Regions from separate parts of the Arachis hypogaea genome. Here region 2 is linked to region 1. The links are chromatin contacts, called in public Hi-C maps. All regions are on one chromosome and are shown on one strand. The core of a region is the stretch at or near the end of the contact, and the rest is flanking DNA. Distances in the headings are between cores, read along the strand shown.

What was found. Hi-C and Micro-C count contacts between places; a contact is called where the count stands out from the background.
Region 2: a Hi-C map of an unstated tissue shows a contact between it and region 1, with 4 times the contacts expected there. The contact joins the enhancer-like site here to the promoter of LOC112696534 in region 1. A contact is called at or near these places in 3 of 8 Hi-C or Micro-C datasets (leaf and an unstated tissue).

The regions. Positions count from the first base shown.
Region 1 is chr6:33,937,504-33,944,439 of arahy.Tifrunner.gnm2.J5K5, forward strand. It overlaps LOC112696534, which reads left to right and starts at 4,480. Exons shown (of 1, transcript XM_025749339.3): 1 at 4,480-6,716. The coding sequence starts at 4,823. The coding sequence ends at 6,286.
Region 2 is chr6:34,351,142-34,358,077 of arahy.Tifrunner.gnm2.J5K5, forward strand. LOC112696539 (a long non-coding RNA gene) reads left to right here. Exons shown (of 4, transcript XR_003150751.3): 3 at 590-867; 4 at 1,310-1,734. Among protein-coding and RNA genes, the nearest start is that of LOC112696539, 4.1 kb to the left of the region's middle. Within about 2 kb of position 4,095, at least 1 of the 3 cell types and tissues checked has open chromatin away from gene starts, as enhancers often do.

The sequences.
Region 1 (6,936 bases), core at 3,230-5,729:
ATGACGCTATTGTGCTCTGTCATGTATCATGTCTATAGAGAGACTGTTTACATGTAGATCTCGTTTGACCACCTCATGGATGGTCTTCTTAGGTCTTCCTCTGTCTTTTGCCCTTTGTCCATCTTCCATCTCATCCACCCTCCTGACTGGTTGTTCTATCGGTCTTCTTCTCACATGTCCAAATCACCTGAGACGCGATTCAACCATCTTTTCCACAATGGGTGCTACTCCAACTCTCTCCCTTATATCTTCATTCCTTATTTTATCAAATCGCGTATGACCACTCATCCATCTCAACATCTTCATCTCTGCCACACTCAGCTTATGTTCGTGCTCCCCTTTAGCCGCCCAACACTCCGTACCATACAACATAGCCGGTCTTATAGCGGTGCGATAGAATTTACCTTTAAGTTTTAGAGGCACTTTTTTGTCGCATATAAAACCAGATGCACTCCACCATTTTGACCAACCTACTTGGATCCTATGATTTACATCCTGTTCAATCTCTTCATTATCCTGTATGATGCACCCAAGATACTTAAAACTTTTAACTTTTCGTAGGATGTTTTCTCCAATCTTCACCTCTATATTAGGGTTTTCCCTTCTCAGACTGAATTTACATTCCATATATTCCGTCTTGCTATGGCTTATGCGCAGACCATACACTTCTAAAGCTTCTCTCCATAACTCCAACTTCTTATTTAGGTCTTCCCTTGACTCTCCCATAAGAACGATATCATCGGCAAAAAGCATGCACCATGGCACAGGCTCTTGAATGTGCTATGTGAGTACTTCCAAGACTAATGTGAAAAGGTATGGACTTAAGGATGATCCCTGGTGCAATCCTATACCAATAGGGAATTCCTCTGTCACACCACCTTGAGTCTTCACACTAGTTGTGGCCCCATCATACATGTCTTTAATTGCCCGAATATATGCGATCCTTACTCTCCTCTTTTCTAAAACCTTCCATAAGACCTTCCTTTGTACCCTATCATACGCTTTTTCCAAATTAATAAACACCATATGTAGATCCCTTTTATTACTACGATACCTCTCCATCATCCTTCTTAATAGGTATATCGCTTCAGTGGTAGATCTGCCTGGCATAAATCCAAATTGGTTCTCTGTTACTTGTGTCTCTTTTCTCAACCTCCGTTCTATCACCCTTTCCCATAACTTCATAGTATGACTCATAAGCTTAATCCCTCTATAGTTTCCGCAACTTTGTATATCCCCCTTATTCTTATAGATAGGTACCAAGGTGCTCTTTCTCCACTCATCAGGCATCTTCTTTGACCTTAAAATCTCATTAAAAAGCTTGGTTAATCAGTTGATGCCTTTTTCTCCAAGACCCTTCCAAACCTCAATCGGAATATTATCAGGTCCTACTGCCCTGCCATTTTTCATCTGCTTTAGAGCCTCTTTTACCTCAAATTCTTGAATCTTTCGATAGTAGTCAAAGTTTTGATCTTCTTCCCTTGTGCATAATCGACCAAGGCTCGGAAGAGTCTTCTGTCCCTTATTAAATAACTCGTAGAAGTAGCTCTTCCACCTTTCATTAATCTTCTCCTCTTGAGCCAACACCTCTCCATCCTTATCCTTTATGCACTTAACCTGGTCCAAATCTTTCGTTCTTCTTTTCCCGCTCTTTGCGATTCTATATATACCTTTTTCTCCTTCTTTCGTACCCAAAGACTGATAGAGACCCTCATATGCTCTTGTTCTTACTTCACTTACAGCCACTTTTGTCTCTTTCTTAGCTGCCTTATATTTTTCCCAGTTATCTGCATTGCGGCATAAAGATCACTCTTTAAAGCATTCCCTTTTTATCTTTATCTTTTCTTGTATACTCGCATTCCACCACCAAGACTCCTTGTCTCTTGGTCCTATTCCTTTAGATTCACCAAAACTTTCTTTTGCTTTTTTTCTAATAACTTCTGCCATCTCCCTCCACATCTCTTCCGCGCTTCCATTCCCATCCCACTTTGCCTCTTCTACTACCCATTTTAGGAAGCTTCTTTGTTCCTCACCTTTCATCCGCCACCACCTCATCCTTGGGTTCTTCGTATGATGTATTTTCCTCAACTTTTGCTCAACGCGAAAATCCATGACGAACACCCTATGTTGTGTTGTCAAACTCTCTCCTGGGATAATTTTACAGTTAATGCAAAATTTTCGGTCGACTCTCCTCAACAAGAAGAAGTTGATTTGAGAGATTGTCATGCCACTCTTATAGGTTATAAGATGTTTGTCTCTCTTTTTAAAACATGTATTTGCAATGAGAAGATCAAATGTTGAGGAAAAGTCCAAAATAGTTTTACCCTCGGCATTGATCACCCCGAAACCATGGCCTCCGTGAATACTCCCATATCCAATCACTTCTCTCCCAACATGGCCATTTAAGTCTCCTCCTAAGAAAATCTTATCTCCCAAAGGTATGCCTTGAACCAAACTCTCTAGATCCTCCCAAAACCTTATCTTGTGTTGTTCGTCCGAACTTACTTACGGTGCATAGGCGCTAATGGAAAGCACCTCCCTCTACCACAAGTTTGATAGAGATGATCCGATCTCCCACCCTCTTGACATCAACTACGTCCTTCTTCCACTGCTTATCCACAATTATTCCAACCCTATTTCTATTCTTCACCTTTCCTGTATACCAAAGTTTGAAACCAGAAGTATCCAACTCCCTAGCCTTTGCACCAACCCATTTCGTTTCTTGTAGGCACATAATGTTAATTTTCCTCCTTGTCATGGTGTCCACCACCTCCATGGACTTTCCTGTTAGAGTGCCTATGTTCCATGTCCCAAATCTCAACCTTCTGTTGCTTCGACCTTTACCTTTTACTTTGTGAACTAGCTTATTTACCCTCGTCCGTTCACGAAAACGCGAGAACCCTTTCTCATTTAACACTACATCCGGGCATCGATGCAGCGGCTCTTGCTTTGACACTGTACTCGAGCCATACGGCGCGTTGCTTCCGGGCAAAGACCTAGGTTTAGCGCAATAATATCTTTGATTCATGTCATGGGGGTTCGGCTATATTTTTATGTTAGTTGCCGAAGACCTAACACAACCCTCCTCCTTTATCTGGGTTTGGGACCGGCTATGTACTGCAAGTGTAACATAGACGGAATTGCAAAAAATATTTTAACACTCAAATAAAAAGAAGTCTTTAAAAGAATATATTAAAGAACATTCAAAATAAAAGCTTGTAGAACCTGTTTTTGCCGAGGTTAAATCCTCGTTTATATGAGATTATAGGTTAAGTGATGAGTACTGCTTTTTTAGGATAACGCATATGTTGACTAGTTTTGTTTCATAACCGATCTTTTGTGATTTGTTCTGACTTATGACAGATGTTGTTTGTTGGGCCGAAATATAGGTTACGTATCAAAGAGTAATATATGCAAAACTGAATTTTCAGTTTGAAGATCAAGTATTTTCTAAACAAAATATCTAAAACGAAAATAAAACTCTTACTACATCCAATATAGTTTTATTGTTTTATTACTCGTCATAAATGATGAAATTAATTACCTTTTGGCCAGCAACGGACGCAGTGCACTCTTTCCGCTTGAGAACAAACGAAGTTTGTCAGTTGTCACCATTTTTTTTTAAAGTGAGTTAATACAAAGATTTGACAAAAGTGTGACCAAATATTTGTTAAAAGATAAAAAGTAAAAATTAAAAAAAAAAGTAGTTATTCAAATATATATGATGAATTTAATTTTTATAAATAGTATAAAATAGTTTTATATAAATATTTAATTATATTTATTGTATATTGTTACATAATAAAAAACTTAATTTTTAAATTTTATTCTTTAATTCGTGTATAACTATTTATACTATATTAAAATAAAATTTGTATTCGATATATATATACTTCAAAAAAATGCTACTTTTATTTTTTTATAATATCATTTAACACGTAATTCTTTTACATTATATATTTGTATAATTTATAAAAAATATATGCCATTATTAAAATTAAAGTAACAATATCAATTCTTTAAAAAAATTATTATGTTTTTGTTGTTGTCTAGATTATTATATTTTTTATTCAAAAGTTTTATTACGACGTCCTATATCATATTTGTTAACAATATTTTTAATATGATGCTTCATCGTTAAACTATTTTTTTGGCCAAAAGAAAAAAAGAAAACAAAATTCTCCAAGCAAAGCCCCGCTCTCTCAAGTCTCATCCTCCATCCTCCGATCTCCATGAAAAAATTGTTAGACAACGATTTTTAGTATTTTTGTCCTTATCTAATTAATATAAATATTAAATTATTATTTTATTAATTTAAGATATAAATTTTAGAAAATATAAATATAATTACATTAATTTATAAATATAAATTATATATTTTTTATATATAAAATATATAAATATAAATATTAATTATTATTAATTAAATATTAACTAAAAATAATAATATATTTATTAGTCATTTAACATTACTTCTCTCCATAACCACGACTCACACCAATCTCATTTGTCTCTCCAAAAGAGCGTCCATCCCACCGCCTCTTCAAAGCGCGTGAGAAACCAACCACCTTCCCCAGAAAAACAAGAAAGCAGCTCACACAGAGAACACCATAGGCCATAGCCACCATCCTCCCTCCCCTTTCTCAAACCCCGTAACCAAAAAAAGTAAACCAGCAATAAAAAAAAAAAAAAAAACAAAGAGAAGGAACCAGAAACACAGAGACCCCAAAAAAGAAAAAGAACACCCAAACGCGAAAGACGAATCCGAAGAAGAAAGGGAAGAAACGCGAGACGCGAAACGCGAAAAATCGTTGGAATCGCGATGAGCGAGCACCCACGGTTGCAGAACCTGCGTTCCACTGCACAAGTTCTCAGAGAAGCAACTTCGTCGTTCTCTTCGAACCTCGTAACGTTCCTTTTGCTTTCGCTTCTCATACTTTCGTTTCGCACCGTTGTGGAGAACGGAACCTCTCATGTGACCTCCTTTATCGACCGCGATCCTTCCCTCAAGGCTTTACTCTCACGCCTCGACCTCGCCGGAAACGGCCCCAACCACCACGGCGGGCGCCTGCGCCATGACGCTTCTTCCTCCATCCACCGTCACCGCCACCACCTCCACCGCCGCCGCCGTCCCTTTCTCCACCTCACAAGAGTCGGAACCCTAGATGATGACTTCTTCTCCGGCGACGACGACGACGGCCGCACGCTCTTCGGCTCTGCTCCTAAATCCGCCATCAACGGCAGTCATGTCTTCTTCGGACCCTTCAGTCTCGAATCAGGGTTCTCGGATCTCGTCATTGACGATGGAATTAGGGTTTCGGAGGTAGTTCGCTCTGGAATCACGTTCAAAGCCGACGGGTTAACTTTCGCCAGCGATGATAAAGAGCGCGGTAGCTACGAGGAGGAAGAAGAAAGAGGAGATAAAGATGAGAAGAAGAAGAAGAAGAGCGAGAAGGGTGATTTAGGGAATGGAGGGCAAGAAATCGAGAAAAGTGTCGACCTTCAATTCTTTGTAAAAGGGTTGGAAGTTGGTCGCCGTGACGCGGCCGCACTGTTTTTCCTTGTGAGCTTTCTCTCTGCCGCTTATGGATGGGTAATTTTGGTTTTCCTTGTTACGTATTCGTGGGTACTAGGTGTTGTGTTTGTTGCTGTTGTTAATGATCTTGTAGGAAGATTTTGTTCTGTCACTGGTTTGATCTGGGATGGTTCCAGATTGGGACTCAAGAGGCTCTCTGGTTTCATCCTTATGCGGTGGGCTGTGAGGGATGCATTGACTCAGCTTCTGGGTTTGTGGTATTTTGGGGAGATTGAGGACCAGTACTCGTTCTTCAAGCTGTTTGTTAGGTTGAAATTGATGCCATTTTCGGTTATGTCGCCGTGGGTTAGAGGCTTTGAGAAGGAGATTTCTGGGTTCTTGTTCACTTGGTTTTTGGTTGATACCTTTGTGGCTTTTATATTCTCTGTTGATGCATGGGTTGCCATAGCGGATACTAGGAGGAGTGGGAGGGAGATTGTTAAGGAAGGATGTTATTTGATAACTACAATGTTGAACCAGGCTATACAGATTAAGTGCCTGGAAGCTATACTTTGTGGGTCGTTGATGAGGTGGATTTTAGGCCGGTATTGTGGGAGGTCTTTTGCCAAGATGTTTCAGTCGACTATGGAGGTTTACTTCATGGTTGCTTGGCTTGTGTTTTACTTTGCGGCTAGATGCAGGGATGCGAGTCTACAGGGTAGGAGATTTGGGCACCGAGAATTGGAGGGAATAATTGATGGTCATAGATGATACTTGACGGTGATTAGATGACAGCTTGTCATGCAGGGTTTTGTTCTCTAAGTGTAATGAACTAATGAACAATTAGCAGCAATCTTTCACTGGTTTATGTCCAACTTCAGCAGTCTGTCTACCAATACTGCTGATCTGTAGTTTTGTCACCAAGAGTGTGTGCAATGTGCCTTGCCTGAAGGCCAATATACTTCTTGTGTATATTCTGAATGAGGATTCTTCATCTGTATATTATTCATGAAATCATTCAATTAGTTCACACATTATGTGTTGGTGATGATGATAGTCACAGATTACAATGTTTGAGAAATGGGGAATGGACGAATGGTAATGTTTTTTCTCCATGCAACATGGAGTTTTGTTATGATGACCAATGTAGCTATGTAGCTTGTTTTTTTTATTTGATGTTAATGTTACATATTTTCGTGAATTTTATGCATTGAGTTGTATATCATCTATAAGAACAAGAACATATAGATTCATCTGCAGGAACAGGGAAAATTGTTTCAAAATTATGCATTGTTTTCCTCCTTTCAGAAAGCCTTTGCAAAGTTTGTTCAGCCTTCAATCCTTAGTTAACTTGTGCTTGTGTTGCATTATCTGTAAGCTACCTTGCAGAATTTTCTGTCTTAAACTCATTTTACGTGACT
Region 2 (6,936 bases), core at 2,845-5,344, 410 kb after region 1:
AATTGAAAAAGGGATTCAAGGCCTGTTTGCTGTGATATCAGTCTAATAAATTAATCTTTTCTTGGATATGAGTGTTCCATCTACTATAATACTATGTAAGGGTCTAAATTGACATATATATAGTGAAAATAAAATTGTGATTGAATCAAAGTAAAAGAGCTTTGGTTATGAGAATGTTGAATATTATGAACAGTGTGTTCACGGTTTTTATACAACGTTGACGCAATCTACATATGTTCTCAACGTTTTTTAAATTTTTCACAGATAAAATACTTTATGGTTTTTTTAAAGAAAATAATCAAAATTATCTAACACAACTATTTTTTATCCCTTATTTTATTGAAGTGTCCTGGGTAAATATTTTTTTACTTATCTTGCTTCATCATGGAAGTGTTTATTTATTGTACTTTTGATTTTTTGAAAATGTTTTACGTTCTTTGGAAGTGTTTTGAGTGTTATTGGGCGGAAATTTTGATCAAATTCGAATTTGAATTCAAATAGATCTCCTTACAACATTCATTCTCTCTGGCTCTTATCATGGTGTATTTTATCATTTACTCTCTAATTTGTCATTATTATCGCCTTTCAGGAATAAAGCTCCATACTAAGCAAAGAACTTAGCGGTAGAGTTTGTGGTGTTTATCCATGTGGTGGTGGATACGGAGGAGGAACCGATGAAAAAGAGTAGGAAAAAATTATTTGTATATATTCAATTTCATTATATAGTATCCCGATAATAAGGATGTTGAGGTTGCTGGAAGCGCTTCTGGAGGTGGTGTTCCTGCTGCAGTTGTGGCGGTTAAGGATAGAATGGCTAGGGTATGATCAAGTCAGTTCTGTATGAACATAAAAAGAGGTGTTGACTTTGTAAGTTTTTTTTTCATTTTTTTAGCTGTTGATTTTGCTTTTGTGAATTGCGCAATTGATTGATTTTTATGATTGCATCTTTTGTTTGGTTTATGCTAATGATTTGAAGTATGCATATTGAGTTTCAGCATAAAATGCAGAGTCATAACTTGATCATACGCTCATAACTAATAAGTTGCTTTCATCTTAGTGCATGCTATCAATTATTGTTTATTTGTTTGCAAACTTAAGCCATGAACCAAACTATGCCTAAGTTGAATTAATCATTATGTTATTAATATGTTCTGATCAGTTTTACTGTTTTTGGTGAATACTCAAAAGCAAAAACAATTTTAAATCTATGGAGAGCAATTTTTTTCATAGTTTCTGTATCCAAATGCAGTTATATATTATTCTTCATTCTATGATCATTTAATATATTCTAATATCTATATATATATAGGCTGATTTGGGCATCATTAACAAGAACAAAGTCCTATAATTTCGTGGATCAGCTGCACGCTACTCTTTATTATTCTCAAAGAACAATGAAAGGTGGCTGTATCAAAAATTGCATAAGAGTAATCTTTCATCCCTCCTATTTATTACAAATTTCTTATATATACCTCATTTTTTGTTGATGTGTTTGGTTGTGGGAAAAAAAAATCAAATAGAATTTTTTTATCCTATTTATGATTTCACTTAAGGCGTTCTTATGTGTTACTTTGTTTAGATAATTTTAAATATTTTGTTATTCAGGTAATTTTTTCATTTTTTTATTATGAATAAAATGATACTAAATTGGTGTTTCTATTTTATATATGTAATGGTTTTTGATTAACCTGAATTTTCTCCTGAATAAATTGGTTGAATTTTGTTGTTGTGCTATTATTTTTGTTGTTCTAGACTTAAATATTCATGGTCTTCTAACTCTATTTATATATTTTTTGAAAGTTTATATAATTTTGCTTTGAAAAAAGGCCTTTTGTGATTTTTTATTAATTTGATTATTACTATTTTGAAATTTTGGTAAAAATATTTGGATTATTGAAATTTTCAAATTTTCTACAAATTTTCAAATGCTACACTTAGATTTGAATGTTGAAATTTGTATATGCTGTATAGAATTAATTAAGCATATGCTATAGCCAATTAATACAAACCTCAAATGTAGTATTTGAAAGAAATTCAGAGTTGTTATCAGGCTCAAAATTTATGTCTTCCCCTGACAGCTTTGACAATATAGTATCATAGTTATTGAAAGAATCTATAATTTTATAATACCTTGAAAAGAATAACAAAAATGAATGCCGATAAAGATGCAACCGAATGAAATAATAGAAGCTAAAATTTACTTTATGCAGACAAATTAATGAAAACAAACTACAAAATCAACAAATCCCATGTTGTAAGACATGCTACCTATACATGTAATATATCTGGGAGGACAATCAACTTGACACTAATGTAAGAATTCAATATGGATACAAAAATATGTTGGTTTATTGAAGAAATTAAACCTTAACGAACTTCTCAAAGGTGGTGTTGGTGTAGGAAGGAGTCTAGTCACTTCGCTAACGTATCGGCGACGGCCATAATCTAAGATGATCATCCTTGTGGAGTACCCGCGAATGGATCGAGCCTCGATTTCTGGCGTTCTATTGCTGGAACGCTTGCTGAAACATCGCACCTTCATCCGGCGGTTCCTCTGCTTGCATCTCAAACCTTAACGGTATTTCCGTAATTTTATTAAAAATAAAAAAGAACATAAATTTTTTACTTTTAGAAAGGAGAAATTACCTCTACAACACCATCGATGATAGGATTTCAGAGCTCTCCATTCTCTTGACCAGTGTTGTGGATTTGTTGCCAACTGCTCCTTCTTCACTGACGGCAGCAACACCCTAACCCCTGCCACTGTTCTTTCTCCTTGAAGCTGCATCAACAGCCACCATCACCTCTAACTTATTGTTCTTCATCTCTGCTACTTGTTAGAAACAGATTCGAAGCCTCTATCTTGTCTTTTTTGTTCTTCACCGGACGCTCTCCTAACCATAGCACTAACCACCACTATTTTCTATCTTCTCTGCCAGTTATTGTTTTTATCACCAGCGAGCTCCTTCTTCCTCTCCCATGATATCTCTGTATTTTGAACCAATCAGATTGATAAAGAAAGAGAGAGTCCAAAAAAGTAAAAAGAGAAGAGAGAGATAGAAAAAGTCAAGAATAGAATTGAATTATAAAACCCTTCTTTAAATTTATACGGTAAGTTTTTATTTGAAATATTCATTCAAATTTCATGTTTGAATTCAGATCCCAAAAAAAAAGAACCTACCCAAAGCCAAGTTCTTCTTCTCGTTATATATGCTTTGAAGTTTCTACTTTACCTTTACTTTTTTAGATGCCACTTATCATATAGTTAAAGTAAACACTTGTCAAATAACTAAACATAGCAGTTGTCAAGTATTTAACTATGACACGTGTCAATCAATTAACCTACTACTATTGCTTATTTTATATATTAATAGAAATAGATTGGTAGTGTTAATAAGACTAGTTGAATAAGAAAATACCCGCTTTGCGAAATTTAATGGATTGAATAATACTACCAATAGATTGAATAAGAAAAAACTCATATTCTATAACGCAATTCAATCAATTGTATTACATTTTTAATCTATTGAATTTTGAAAAAATATATATTGTCGTGCGACATTCAATGATCGAATTACCAAAAAAATACGATTTTTCTAATGTTTACAAATGTAACGAATTTAAATAAAAATACTCATTAATTTACATTGTCAAATATTTATAAAAATTATGCTTAATGAATAGAAGATCTATTTTATTGTTATTTTTTTATCTAATAATTAATAAACATAATAAATATATAATAAAATAATAATTTATAAAATAAAAGATAAATTTTATAGTTAAATAATATATAAAAGATTAATTTATAATTAAAATTAAATAAAAATTATTTAATAATTATTAAAAAAATAAAAAATATATTTTATTATAAAATTATTTAATGGTCCAAACATTAAAACTACCTTAAATTCTTTACTCCCTTATAGGACTTAAAATAAAATTAAAATAAAAATTATCATTGAAGTTACTCTAATAATTGAATTGAATGCAGCAGGGATGACGCCAGGGAGCTTCACGGTGGCGTAGGGATTGAGGATTTGAGCGAGATCCAAATTTTTTTTTATTCCAAATTTCCAACAAAGAGTCCCATTTAAAAAAGTTTAATTTGTGCACCTCATACTCAATGCCTATCAACAGTGCTTTTAACTCCATATCCTCTCTTATCCCTAATCGATCCCAAATGATACTATCACCGCAATCCAAAAGTCAACAACCATGAACAAAAAAGCACCACCAAATACCCCAACATCAAAATAATCGCAAGGTTCTTCTTGCTCAATTCGCCACACTTGGAACACGTGGTTGTTAAATGCTTCAAGTTTGTGTGGAAGCTTCACAAATGCTAGCATTTTGCCTTTTAATATTTCTTTTTATTAATATTTTAAATTTAATTTGTTTAGGGTAAAATATTGCATTACGTAATAATCATTTATTTATTTTTTTACAAAATTATTAAATGTATATTAAAAATAAACTACTAAATTAATTATTATGTACTTATGTTTTTTTTGGTGTCTTTATGTATTTATGTATATTTATATATTTTTTAACTAATAACTAATTAACCATCAGAATAATCAAATATAAAATAAACGAATAATCAAATTTATTTACAGTAAAGTAATAATTTTTTTATTAAATATCAAATATATATTTCTATATAAAATGATTAATTGATGGATATTTTTTATATATATGTCACGTAAAATAGTTGATTGTTTTTCATGGTGTATATAAGCACCACATTGGCTGTAATTAAATCTCTCCTTTAACTCAACAAAGAGTATAAAGTCTATGTTTTGTTATGTGCCCCAATCTCATTAGAGGATCAACAATCAACATGTATATTATATCCATCATAGTCACCATAAACTTAGCCATAGTAAAATTGACAAACTAAAAGGTGTGTAATTATTTCTCGTGTTTCTTGGGAATTACTCAAACATTTTAGTTGTACTTATAAAGGATAACGATATTTTTTTTAATGTTCTATGCAAAGGAAAATTCTATAAAATTGTTGGAAAACATCTTTATGTAAAAAACAGAGCACCATCTATACTCTTCTCCGTCCCGGCAACTCGTATCGTGATCAAATGCAATTTTAGTATCCCAACTACTAATTGCATCGTCACATTGGCGCTTAACTTCACAGGTCCCCATAAAAGATTGTTGGTATATTGAGGAATGTCACCTTAGAACTTCTTCCTAATGCCCCCGCATGGTTTAAGCCACATTAAAAAACTGCTGCCAAAGCAGGATAATTCAATCATCACACACGTTATGCCTAACAATATTCAGATACATAGGGACGTAGGGGTGTTTGCGGTGTGGTTTGGTTCGGTTTTCGAGAGAAAAGTCATCCGATCCGATCGTTTAATTAAAGTACGGTTCGGTTTGGTTCAATTTTTTTCTCGAAGCCATCCGAACCAAACCAAACTAATTAAATTCGGTTTGGTTTGGTTCGGTTTGTTTGATTTTTTCAATCAATTAAAAAAATACTACCATATTATTTCACAAGTCATAATATTGAAATCGACAATACACAATAGCTAACAATAATAATAATAATAATAATAATAATAATAATAATAATAATAATAATAATAATAATAATATAGCACTAGTAGAAAAGCATTCTAATCTAGTTATACATTCTAATAATAAAGAGACATTGAGATGAATGGATTAATAGCAGGGTAACAAACTAACAATGTATCAGAATTGAATATATAGATATCATGAGTCAAGAGGAATGGAGTAAGTACAACAGACATTGAGATGAATGGATTAACAGGGTAACAATGACATCAATCCAGCATTCCAGCTCCCCTCACTGAAATTGTAAGCCTAAACATTCACTAACCTGGTTACCATCCATGATGCCATAATCTCTAAGATAAGTTGTTTCAATGACATGCTTACGCCCTTCATAACATAAGCAAAACTGCCCCAAACATGAGCCCTACAATTCAAAAATCAATGGAAATATAATAAATCAGCTAAGAAATTATGATAATCTGGTAAATCAACTACACCATAACACCACCTTCTGCTCAAAGAAGATATTATATTGGAAATTACACTTGACATCTAGTAAGAATAATTGAAGATCAAAGTGTGACTTGTTCCAACAATATTCCAGCATCAATAATATGAACAATAAAATGAACAATAAACTGATTTCAATAAACTGAACAATAAAATAGATTGAAAAAATAAAATAGACTGAACAATATTCCAGTATAAATAAACTGATTCCAACAAGTCCTCAACAAAAAGTAATAAACTCAACTGAAGTTTAAACAAGCACAGAACCAGCAATAAACAAGCACAGAACCAGCAATAAACAAGCAGCTGAAGTTTAAATCATTAAGCACAGAACCAGCATTGAACAATGCACTCGGAGATCTGATGCTTGTGGATTTCATTCGGAAGAGAAACTGGCGGCAATTCGGATTCGCCCATATTCTCACTTGAACTGGCGTCAAACTACATAAATACAATAAATCAAGGCTAGAAACACAACAAGAAATAAATTAATAACCAGCAATAAACTGCACAACAATTAATCAACAATTAATCAGCATTCAACAATTAATCAGCATTCAACAAATAATCAGCATTCAACAAATAAATTACCAAGTTATCAACATTCAACAATTAATCAGCAACCAGCAACAGCAAGGCAGCAAGCAGGACATTTCCAATATAATGAACCACTAAACAACAATAACATGAACCATTAAACAGCAACGCAGCAAGCAGGACATTTCCAATATATTCAACCATTAAACAGCAAGCCACTGAGCCAGCAACAAAACTTAGCCAAAAATTGAACCATTAATACTTACACTAATGAACAAATCAACAAAACTTAGCCAAAAATTGGTGGTCAGATACTCAGATATATAAAATTGGTGGTCAAATATATGA